Regions from separate parts of the Xenopus laevis genome. Here region 1 is linked to region 2. The links are chromatin contacts, called in public Hi-C maps. All regions are on one chromosome and are shown on one strand. Each heading gives the region's core, a stretch centred on a gene start, on an enhancer-like site or on the middle of the called end of the contact. The rest is flanking DNA. Distances are from core to core; before and after follow the strand shown. Region 1 has its middle 230 kb from the start of LOC108701264. Region 2 overlaps igfbp5.L (insulin like growth factor binding protein 5 L homeolog).

Region 1 (5,462 bases), core at 2,551-5,050, 630 kb before region 2:
CTGTTCCTATCATTTGTGTCTCAGAATAGTTCCACGAGTAACCACAACTGCTCTTTCTGTGGTCTGTCATTTCTTAGTCATCCTTCTGTGCATTCCTTCCCAAATACTCTCTCTCTCTGTGCGGCTTGGGTCTTCCTAGAACCACTCTTGTCTTTGTATTGAAACACAGCTTTTGTTTTACCCACTCACCTGTACCCACCCCTACCCACCTTGACTTTTTACTTCTTTATCAAACAAACTTAAATTATTAAAATTTAAAAGAAGCACAAAGTATTCTCCAATGTTCTTTTGTCAAAAGAGTGCATTTATGTATGCATTTTTTAAGAAGTGAGTTAATGTTAAATAAATTTTTCTAAGATTAATAATGCAACAGGAAATTATATATACACTAAAACCTTAGTGTAATTTAGGGATACCAGTCAGTTTCAGGGGTACCCAGTGCACAAATAAACACTCATCCCCAAATCTCACCCTAACTGGCCTTCAGGCTGGGCCCCCTTAGCTCATAATAAGGTTACAGATATATATTGACATTGGGGTAACAGTCATGCTGCTATAGTTCCAGAGGTACCCAGGGCAAAATGAAGCACTTGCCCCGCATCTCATTCTTGCTGCCCTTTAGGCTTGCCCCCCTTAGCTCATAACAAGGTTATAGATATATAAATATATATAGAAACATTGGGGTATCGGTATCCTTGCTATAGTTCCAGGGGTACCCAGGACCATGGATTTCAAACCAGAAATTCAGCTTTTGTATTGCAGAGAGCGCAATGTGCTTTCTGCGCTATTATCGTGGAACCCCTCTGGCGCCAAAAAAGTGAGCACAGAGGGGCCCTGAGCACAGAATCATCCCTGTAAATACCCGCCCGAAATTTCACCCTAACTAACCTTCAGGTTGGGCCTCCTTAGCTCATAACAAGGTTACAGATATACAGAAACATTGGGGTAACAGTCACTCTGGCTCTGCTATAGTGCCAGGGATACCAGGTCACAAATACATGTTCACCCCAAATCTCACTCTAAATGGCCTTCAGGTTGGGCCCTTTTAGCTCACTACACAAACTAAACAATTTAATGGAAAAATCACAAAACTGAAGAAAATGTTGTGGTGCAACCCAGGGCTGTATTTTGGTCTAGTTCTGCCAAAGGCACCAGACCTCTTCATGTCCATTGATGCATGCACAACAATGACGAAAACCCCAAACTAAACTGAGACTGATTTGGCTGAAAAGCTTCGTTAGACTTATTGGGAAAAACAGAGGAATAAATGAAGTCATTTTCAGGTTGATATGTTTTAACTGTTGTATTTTGATGAGACCAATTTAAAGCAAGTGGTATAAAACTCTTCCTAAGAACTATAAAGGCCAGAGACACATTCCAATTCTGCCTTCAGGTTCTTGCTAAGCCCATTAACTAATTTTTCTGAAAAAGAAAACGCATTCACGTAATTCTGTAATTACATCAAAACATGGTTTCTATCCGACAGGAAACTCCATTCTTCTTCCAAACGGCACAGAAACTGACCAGAAATTACAGGTTTTGTGTTCAGGGGAAAAATTAGGTTTTGTTGAGTAACACACATCAGTACAAAAATCCTGGGAAGAAGCTTTTAGTGTAAAGTACAAATAAAATTACAGTAAGTTTAGATTTGGCTTATGTTTGCACAAGGGCTTAAAGGGGAACTGTCAACAAACAGTGTTTCTTATTTTCCATAGGGGCTTAAAATAGATCTTTTTCTGTACATACAGTAAGAGTTTCTGTTTACATTTCATTGATAAAGAGCTGTGGTTTTGCTTGTATTTTCCTACGTTCCTTCTCTCTACCTTTCTTGTGAAATGTCTCATTTCAACTTTCTCTGATGCAATATGAATGAATGGTGGAAAAGTAATGTTTCACAGGTGATGTACTGTGTGTAACCCTTCATAGCAGTTTAGTCGCTCTTATTATAATCTTTGCTAGAATGTCAACTAAAAGGGATTATGGCTTTCTAGGAATGTAATTGTAAATTGAAGTAAAGCTTTAGCCAAGTAAATATGCCCAGAAGCAACATCCCCTGTTACTCACTGGTGTAATGACAAGGATGGAAACAAGGGGAAAGCAGGGAGGGAGAAGAATCTGTTGGAAAATATGAATATGGAGAGCCAATGACTGTTCTTCTAAATACCTATAAAACTTCATTATAAGTTAATCTTCATGATTTTCCCATAGCAGTGCAATATGGTTGGAAATGAGGGTTTAAAGGGGTGGTTCACTTTTAAGTGAGCTTTTAGTATGTTATAGAATGGCTAATTCTATATTAGTTATTGACGGCACCAGTCAATGGTTTCTTTTGTTAAAATGCCTTTATTAGGACATGGGCTCTGACCCCAAACAATTGGCTAATAGAATGGCTAATTCTAAGCAACTTTTCAATTGGTCTTCATTACTTATTTATTTATTTATGTTAGGTTTTGATTTATCTGCCTTTATCTTCTTACTTTTTCCAGCTTTCAAATGGAGGTGTAACAGTGTCTTCTCACCCTGGTGGTCGGCCGGGACGCCGGGCGCTTCCTCGGCGGGGACGCTCGCCGTGCTGCCGCTCCTCTGTAGATCTGGGGCCTTAGGGCGTGCACGCCTCACGTCTCCTTCTTTTATAGGCGCATGTGCGCTGATGTGTTGACGCCAGCGCACAATGGCGCGAAATTCAAATGGATTTAAAGGGATATTCTATATTTTCTAGTTGCCCGTTATAGGATCTTGTTCCTGGTGCTTCTGTACTATTTGAGCTTATGATTATCTGTGATTTTGACAACCTTTTGTGACCCCTGCCTGCTCCTGACGATTCTGACTTCTGTATCCTGACTCTTGCCTGATATCCAACTTCGCTTATTCTTATTACTACTGATTGATCTCCTGGTTTGACCCAGTTTTGTATTCTGCCTGCCTAGGAACCCTAGCAACAAGATTGCTGAAATTGCAAACTGGAAAGCTGCTGAATAAAAAAAACTAAATTCAAAAACAACGAATAATAAAAAAGTAACTGCAAATTGTCTCAAAATATTACTCTCTACGCTATACTAAACGTTAACTCAAAGGTGAACAACCCCTTTAAGACTATAATCTTTGCTAGAATGTCAAGAAAACAGGATTACAATTTTCTAGGACTATAATTGTAAATTAAAGTTAAGCCTTAGAAAGGTAAATACAGCCAGACGGAATTCCCTCTGCTACTGGCTAGAGTATAATGGCAAGGACAGAAAGAAGGGGACAGCAGAGGGGAAGAAACATTAGAGTCACTGATCCCTGCCAATCTCTCAATCCCCTAGCACCAAAACTGGAACCCAGTTATAATCCCATTTTACCGATGTGACTGTAGCAAAGCAATGTGCTGCTGGGAGATGGTGGAGGAACACAGATGTCCTTGCATAATAAAATGCAGCTGCAATTATTCCACCTTCCCCTCTAAGGTGGCAGAGATCTCCATTTTTACTGAAAACATCTGTAGTATATCAATGATATCAGTGAAAATGGGGCATTGCATTACAGGAAGCATTATTTTCTTTAACGGCTGGTGATTATCATTAAACATTATAACAGCTGAATAGGATGTGTAATTAAAGGACAAGGGAAGCATGTATTTCTGGCTTTGCACAATGCAAATAAGAATATATGAGTGACAATTTCTTTGTTTTATATGGCATCTCAGTGCCGGCCCAGCCAGGCGCTGCAGGCAACCCGGCCGGCCACTTCGGCCCCAGCCGCAGCAGCGCGCAACCGCGCGCAACCGGGGACGCGCGTGCGTAACCGTGCGCAACCGGGGGCGCGCGTGCATTACTGTGCGCAACCGAGGACGCACTTTGACTTCAGAGAGCGCACCCACTTTTCACTTAGGTAACAATTGCCGGACTAGGGGTAGGCTGCATGTGAGGTACTTGCCTGGTGGTTCCCCCCAAGCACCCCTAGTTCCGGCATGATTTGCTTGCTTTTTATAAAACTATTTAAAAAGTTAAGGGAACTTGTTTTTTTTCAGATTTTTGGGCAAACATATCACCAGGCTTGGTTGGGAAATATATATAAGAGAACAAAGTAAGGAAAGAGAGGCATTTGGGCTGCTCCTCCGCTCCAGCCCTGATTGCATGAGGTGTAAAACCCGCAAAAAGCCTATTAATCTCTTCTTTCCTCCATCTGCCCCTGGCCCCCCCAGCAGGCTATTTTTATCTTTATTTTCTCATTAAACTGTTTCAGCTGAAATACAAAAGGGACCTTTTTTCCTCCGGTAGAGTAACCCTTTGCCTCCCAATCTATGGATGCTGTGCATGATTTCTTTGCAGCTGGTATAAGTGATATATGAATTGTTTACTGAAGGACAGTGACACTGTTTGGTGCCCATTAGCTTTCATATTGCTTGTGACTGGCTTCAGTTAATATGCTTTCTAATGAAAATGTCCCATGTTTGGCTATTTCTCATGTGTTTCTCATCTAAATTCAGTAATGTTCAGACCTGTTTCCCACAGAGACAGCAGACTTTTGCCTTTATACAGCAAAGCCAGGGCTGGGTGGGAAGCAGGTCCGGACTGAGAATTAAAATAGGCCCTGGTACATTTCAAGTACACAGAGGCCCAAACAGCCCCCATCAGCCCTCTAAATAGTGACTTTCTATGGCACCTTATAGCAGCCCCTCTGGCATTTGCCAGAACCCACAGATTGCCAGTCCGGGCCTGGTGGGAAGTGAAGGAAGGAAGCTTACAGGTACCATAGATTATCATTCTCAACAGCCACTGGTAGAGATCCTTCTTCCATTATATTCCCCCAGTGAAGTGATACCCCTCTCAGGCTCCAGTACTATGGTTTCCTGATGTAAATGATCTACACGCCTCTGGGCCCCCTATATCTATAAATGTAAGGATTCCATCTTTTGGTTTTTGCCTAAGAGAGTAAAAAGAGTATTATGGTCTCTGTCAAGGCAAGTACCTAAGCTACTAACTAGGCAGTAGAAAATTAAGATGTTTAAAATGTTCAAGGTGCCCCATGGTTGACCACCTAACAACAAGAAGAACCTGAAGAAACTGAGGCTAAAACTCTTATGGAAACCATCTGTTCATTCTGGGGCTGGAACTCTGAAAGACATACTGTACAGATGAGCTGAGCACATCTTGAATAGCAGGTCTATACTTAACATGTTGAAGGGTTTTAGAGTTTCATAGCTGGTGGAGCTGCTGCTTAGATGCCACATGAACTCCCCTTCATTTTCTGCTGAAAAAGTTGATGAAAGTGACATCCCACTGTACCAGAATGCGGAGGAATGTGCAAGATCAATAGATCAGAACAATGCAACTAGTGCACAGTGTTGTTGTCTGTACTTCATGCAAGCTTTGTTTCCAGGAACTGATGCATGCAATATCACACAAGTGGCACAATGACCCCTCCCCAAGTTGCTTCCAAGAATACTCAGTATCCCACCATGTCCCTGAGGTTTGGAAATG
Region 2 (5,914 bases), core at 1,538-4,037:
TAAGTCTGTAGCCCCCATATAATTTCTTCACTACCGGTCAATCACATGAATGTAAAGTGCCAGGCATGGGCGAAAATCCCAGCTGTCACTGGCGGTTTCTTTCATGTCAGTGACAGTCAGCACAGTGGCCTGTTAAAAGCTACATGTGCACTTACCTTTAGACTACATTACCCAATGCTCAGAGAGCAACTGCAGGTTGAATTGTTCTGTATTATATTATACTAACAGCCCTAAAGAGTGAGAGGTTTGGCTATACACCATTAATTCCATAAATCGTTCCAATTCAGCTGCACTGATATATCCACCCATTGCATTTTAGCCTACAGGAGATAAAGAGAACCTTGAACATATTAGGAACAGATTAGTATCGGTGCAACAATAACAGGTACCTGGTTATTTTATTCCTTAATTCCCACTGGCTGCTTCGTGGCAGGGGAATAACAACAGAGACCTTAAACCCAGTGGCTGCTGGGAGCCCAAAAATATAAGGGGGTGGGGACACGGTTTCATTTGCAAAATGTGTTGTCTTTCCCAGGCTATGATGTAGGGGGCGGAAGGGCCTGCTCCTTTCTGACAGCTTGTAACACAACAGGAAGGTCATGGGAGAAGATGAAGTGTGTAGCCAGCTATAAGGGCAATAGCTGAATCTCCAAGCTGAGCCTCTAACCCCTTCAGAGATGCTCGGAGGGGGTTGACGCTAAAGAAAAACATTTGACAAATAGAAAGGAAAGATAACGAGGAGTGAAGAGTTAAAGGCAGACGGTACACCTGCAGGAGCACAGCTGCGCAACATTAATATCCTGGGTCTGTAAGTGAATCCTGCAAAGTCCTAGACATCCTGTGTTATGGCACTTCAAACACAGCCTGGGAGCAAGGCCTATAAAGCCATGACAATGGGCTCGTGCTGCTTTTGAAACTTAAGTCCGGGTATGGCAGGGAGACTCGCACTGGGGGCCCCAATCATAGTCGGCTTGTGATATCATACACATGCATGTAATTCTGCAGTGTCAGACTGCTGGGGGAACAGCATGCATAGGATGCCCTATCTGAGGCTCTTTTATATGTTAGTGTTATAAGGCCTAATAATTTCCCTGATCCATGCCTGCTTAGCCCATGTATGACCACCTTCTGGACAAAATAGCTTATCTTGTAAGTGGTGAGTTTCTAATGTATGTACAGCTGGGTGAGGGTGCCTGCCCCCGAGCTTTTATACATTGCACCCTGTGCAGCCTCTCAAGTAGGGTTGCCACCTGGCCGGTAAATATTATGGTTGATCCCAATGTTATTAATAGGGAAAAAACATAAATATATAGGAAGTCCGGTATTTTTTTCCAGAAAAGGTGGCACCCCTACTCTCAAGTCACACCCCAGGGTCCCTGGCACCCAGGATTCTTTCATTTAGAAAACACTGCTTTGCAGGGCAAAGCTTTTCTAGGCCCCCAGCAATTACTAACAGGCAGGAGCATGAATAAATCAGAGGACCCATATGCCCTGAAGAAAGGTATACATCTTATATCCCTCCCCACCAGAGCCAGGGGCAAATCTCAGTGGGCAGCACAATGACACTGGGACATATCTAATCACCTGTGCTCCGTCTGCTTGTCCTGAAGGCAGGGTTACAATCTGCTATTTTGGGCACATCCGTGCCTGGGTGCAGATGGATCTTTTGCCAGTTAAAGGACGGATATGACCAGCTGTTGGCACACAAGATAACCATTCTGCTTGGTCACTTTCCTTAGTAATGTATTCAGCAGTGGCGGCTATAAAGGATTCTAGCAGCTGAAATTCTGGCAATTGTAGTTTAACAACACCTGAAGGGCCACAGATTTGGCACGGCACCCAAAAGTGTAAAACACCCATATTAAATGGCAAATTAGCTATAGTTATAATGGATTTGACAGGCATGCACAAAGTCCAGTGCAGTCCGCAGCACACTTTTACATTAAAGGGGTTGTTCACCTTTAAATTCACTTGATGTAGAGAGTTATATTCTGAGACAATTTGCAATTGGTTTTAATTTTTTATTTGTTTTTTTTTTAGTTATTTAGCTTTTTATTCAGCAGCTCTCCAGTTTGCAATTTCAGCAATCTGGTTGCTAGGGTCCAAATTCCCCTAGCAACCATACATTGATTTGAATAGCAGGCTGGAATTTGAATAGTAGAGGGTCAGAATAGAACGATGAAGTAATACAAAGTAGCAACAGCAATACATTTGTAGCTTTACTGAGCATTTATTTTTTAGATGGGGTCAGTGAAAGCTGGAAAGAGTCAGAAGAAGAAGGCAAATAATTCAAAAACTATAAAAAAAAGAATAAATAAAGGCCAATGGAAAAATGTTGCTTAGAATTAAGCCATTCTATAATATACTAAAAGTTAACTTAAAGGTGAACCACCCCTTCAATGGCTAATAAGGCATTTCATATGTGTTCAGCTATAAAGAAGCCAAGGTGGAAACTGTTGGAGAGATGTTAGTTGGGCACCTAGTGTACAGATTCCATTACTGACCCCTGTGGTTGTGAACTTGTTAAAAACCCTTTCCCCCAAGGGGCTTGTAGGTGGGGGAAGGAGGAACAGAGCAGGTGTGTGTGCAGAATGGGCAGTTGGGGGAGGTTTTGTTTGGAAAGGTCAGTGGAGCAGAGATATGGGGAAGGGCTGTGTTTCCACAGCTGATATCTATGGTGAAACAAGGGTATTCACTGAGCTACAGAGTTCACTGTTTGTTTTTATCCCCCTGACCCCGAGCACTTACCCAGGCTATTTAAATCCCACTGCTGATAATAAGTCTCTGCAGCCTCCCATACAGTGCATTCCTCCTACACAGCCTGACAACTGACTAAGGCCCAGGCCTTCCTAAATCCCCCCCCCCCTTCAATGGGGCCACAGTTTGTGGGAACCATAAAGTTGGACTGTTTGGCATTTAACTCTTAGGAGGTGCAGGGATTTCCCAAAGACTACTATCCCGCAGGTACAATAGGCCCCATCTCTCCCTACTATACCTGCTATCCCACAGTCACAGTCCCTTCCCAGAGACTATTATCCCTCTGCTACTATAGGCACCATCTCTCCCTACTATACCTGCTATCCTACAGTCACAGTCCCTTCCCAGAGGCTATTATCCCATTGCTACTATAGGCACCATCTCTCTCTACTATACCTGCTATCCCACAGTCCCTTCCCAGAGACTATTATCCCACTGCTACTATAGGCACCATCTCTCCCTACTATACCTGCTATCCCTCAGCCACAGTCCCTTCCCAGAGACTAGTATCCCTACTGCTACTATAGGCACCATCTCTCCCTACTATACCTGCTATCCCACAGCCTTTTCCCAAAGAATATTATCCCCACTGCTACTATAGGTACCATCTCTCCCTACTATACCTGCTATCCCACAGTCACAGTCCCTTCCCAGGGACTAGTATCCCTACTGCTACTATAGGCACCATCTCTCCCTACTATACCTTCTATCCCACAGCCTTTTCCAAAAGATTATTATCCCCACTGCTATTATAGGGCCCAATCTTTCCCTACTATACCTGTTATTCCACAGCCCCTTCCCAGAGACTATTATCCCATTGCTACTATAGGCACCATCTCTACCTGCTATACCTGCTATCCCACAGTCACAGTCCCTTCCCAGGGACTAGTATCCCTACTGCTACTATAGGCACCATCTCTCCCTACTATACCTTCTATCCCACAGCCTTTTCCAAAAGATTATTATCCCCACTGCTATTATAGGGCCCAATCTTTCCCTACTATACCTGTTATTCCACAGCCCCTTCCCAGAGACTATTATCCCATTGCTACTATAGGCACCATCTCTACCTGCTATGCCCCAGTTCCTTCCCAGAGTAAATACTAATGGAGTTATATGAGAGCATGTGATAAAACCCTACAACAGCCCTACGACTGATCCGTTGAGGCTTCTGTGAAAATAAAGATGCTGTGGGTGAGGCGTGAGCTCTAGAAAGAACCCACAGGCCACCTTTAAAATGTGCCAGTCATGGTGTTATTGGGACAGCTTTCCCATGAGTATTATATACCCAAAGGGTGAATAACAGTCGCCTATGGACAAGTGAGTGTCAACATCAGCACCTAAGTGTGAAAAACTGTCTGGGTGAGCAGATGATGCCTGCATGCTGCAAACTGCACTGGTTTATTCAGAATGCACTTGAAGATATATGTTTAATAGCAAATCAGCCTATGGATCCAATGTTTAGTTTGAAGAGCGTGAGGTGGCAGCCTTAGAGGCCACTGAATGAGAGCCAGCTAGATCTTTATAAATTGTGGCATTTTCATCACTGGCTATGTTACAACTCCCAGCAACCAGTGGTTGTCAGCAGATGAAGGGGGTTATTATTCAACCACAGCAAAAGTATTTCAGGTAATATCCCTGCATTAATCTTGGAGATAATGCAGGGATAATATGCCCCCCTCCGCATATTCATGCAATCTTGTATGGAATATTTTGGCAAGCTCCGTGCCAGCTACCAGCTGTGTCAGAGACTAACAGCCAAAAGGGAAGATCCAGTTTGGATATTCCAAGCTCCATGCTCTAAAAGCCCCGTTTATGTGAGTCCTGCAAGGTCTCTGCTCTGGGACACGTAATTGCAGCCAGAGGCCAGGCTGGGAACAAGGGAAGGACTGTGTGTGACTCATAGAAAGAGCGAAACGTCGTAACAGCCCTGCGGTCTGTCACGTTTGTGTAATCGAGGATCAGCTGTGGTTTTTAGGAACCGTCTTCTTATTTGCACAGCAATGGAGTGAATCCGAAATTCTTTTATAATGTGATTTGCCCCTGGGATCTGGGTCACACTACGCTGTGATTTTTATTATCGGCAGAAAAGCTGAATCATGACTGCCGCTGCATTGCCTTTAATCTGGACCCTTGTCCGCAGACTTAGTTAGATTATAGGGGTGTTAACAAAGGTGGTGCAACCTGCTAAGTGATCCCTGGTATTAATGCCAGGTCTAGGCCGACAGAGATTCCAAAGTTCAGTGCATTATTTATTAGAGCAGGCCGCAGATTGCATGGGGGGCCAGTACTTTTCTGAATGGTTCTTGTGTTCATAAATGAGCCTTTAACCTGCTTGTGGGAATTCCCCTGACAAAGGCTGGGCCCGAGGGGAACAAAACCACAGGCTAATAATTATAGATTCAGCTCTTAATGTTCCCATTAGACATATGTGTGCATACACAAAGAAGGTGTATGGGCATTTAAAGGGCTAGCACAGAAAACATAGCCAAGTCCGTAATCGGGATTTAGTTCCATTCTACATAAATGGGACGAGGGATGGGGGGAGCTTCAAAAATCAAAATGTGGACAGCAAGGGATAAGGGTTGAAGCGGCTATTGGGGTGCTATAGGGTTAAGGGACATTAACTGTTGGGTTGCAATGACTGGATTTTTCTGGAACAGAGTCAGGTCAGAGCTGCTGGGGAAGACATTGCTGCCAAGTCGTGGAGGTGGGAGAGTGAGAGAAGGCAGTAGAACATAGTTAATGCCTCTGGATTAACCTCCAGCAGAAATAATCACAGTGCGGTGTCACCGGAGCCGAGATTTAAGGTCATTCCAGGATAGTCATATTCATAGTGTGACATTGACTCTTTGCAGCTTGCGACCTACTCTGCAGAGTAATATTGTACCCTGCTCTCTTTCTGACTCTTGAAACGGTGTACTTTTTGCATGATTCAGAACCGGCAGTGCAGAGACTATAAACAGCCAGACAGATAATGCTTTCACTAGCAATTGCATTCTCAAATAACTTTCAGTTTTAATTAGTGTATATTGGAAAGTGGCCTAGCATTAATTAGAATGTAATTTATTGCGTTATTTGGGTGGAGTTCCCTTTAACAACATGCAATCTTGCTGCAGCACCTTGATTTTTTTTCTGGGTTCTGCACAACAGGTGG

The links. Hi-C and Micro-C count contacts between places; a contact is called where the count stands out from the background.
Region 1: a Hi-C map of the XTC cell line shows a contact between it and region 2, with 5 times the contacts expected there. The contact joins two enhancer-like sites. A contact is called at or near these places in 2 of 4 Hi-C or Micro-C datasets (the XL177 cell line and the XTC cell line).

The regions. Positions count from the first base shown.
Region 1 is chr9_10L:60,278,304-60,283,765 of Xenopus_laevis_v10.1, reverse strand. No RefSeq gene overlaps it. Among protein-coding and RNA genes, the nearest start is that of LOC108701264, 230 kb to the left of the region's middle. Within about 2 kb of position 3,800, at least 1 of the 7 cell types and tissues checked has an H3K27ac peak or open chromatin away from gene starts, as enhancers often do.
Region 2 is chr9_10L:59,644,639-59,650,552 of Xenopus_laevis_v10.1, reverse strand. All of the region lies in intron 2 of igfbp5.L (insulin like growth factor binding protein 5 L homeolog), which reads left to right. Among protein-coding and RNA genes, the nearest start is that of igfbp5.L, 7.5 kb to the left of the region's middle. Within about 2 kb of position 2,787, at least 1 of the 7 cell types and tissues checked has an H3K27ac peak or open chromatin away from gene starts, as enhancers often do.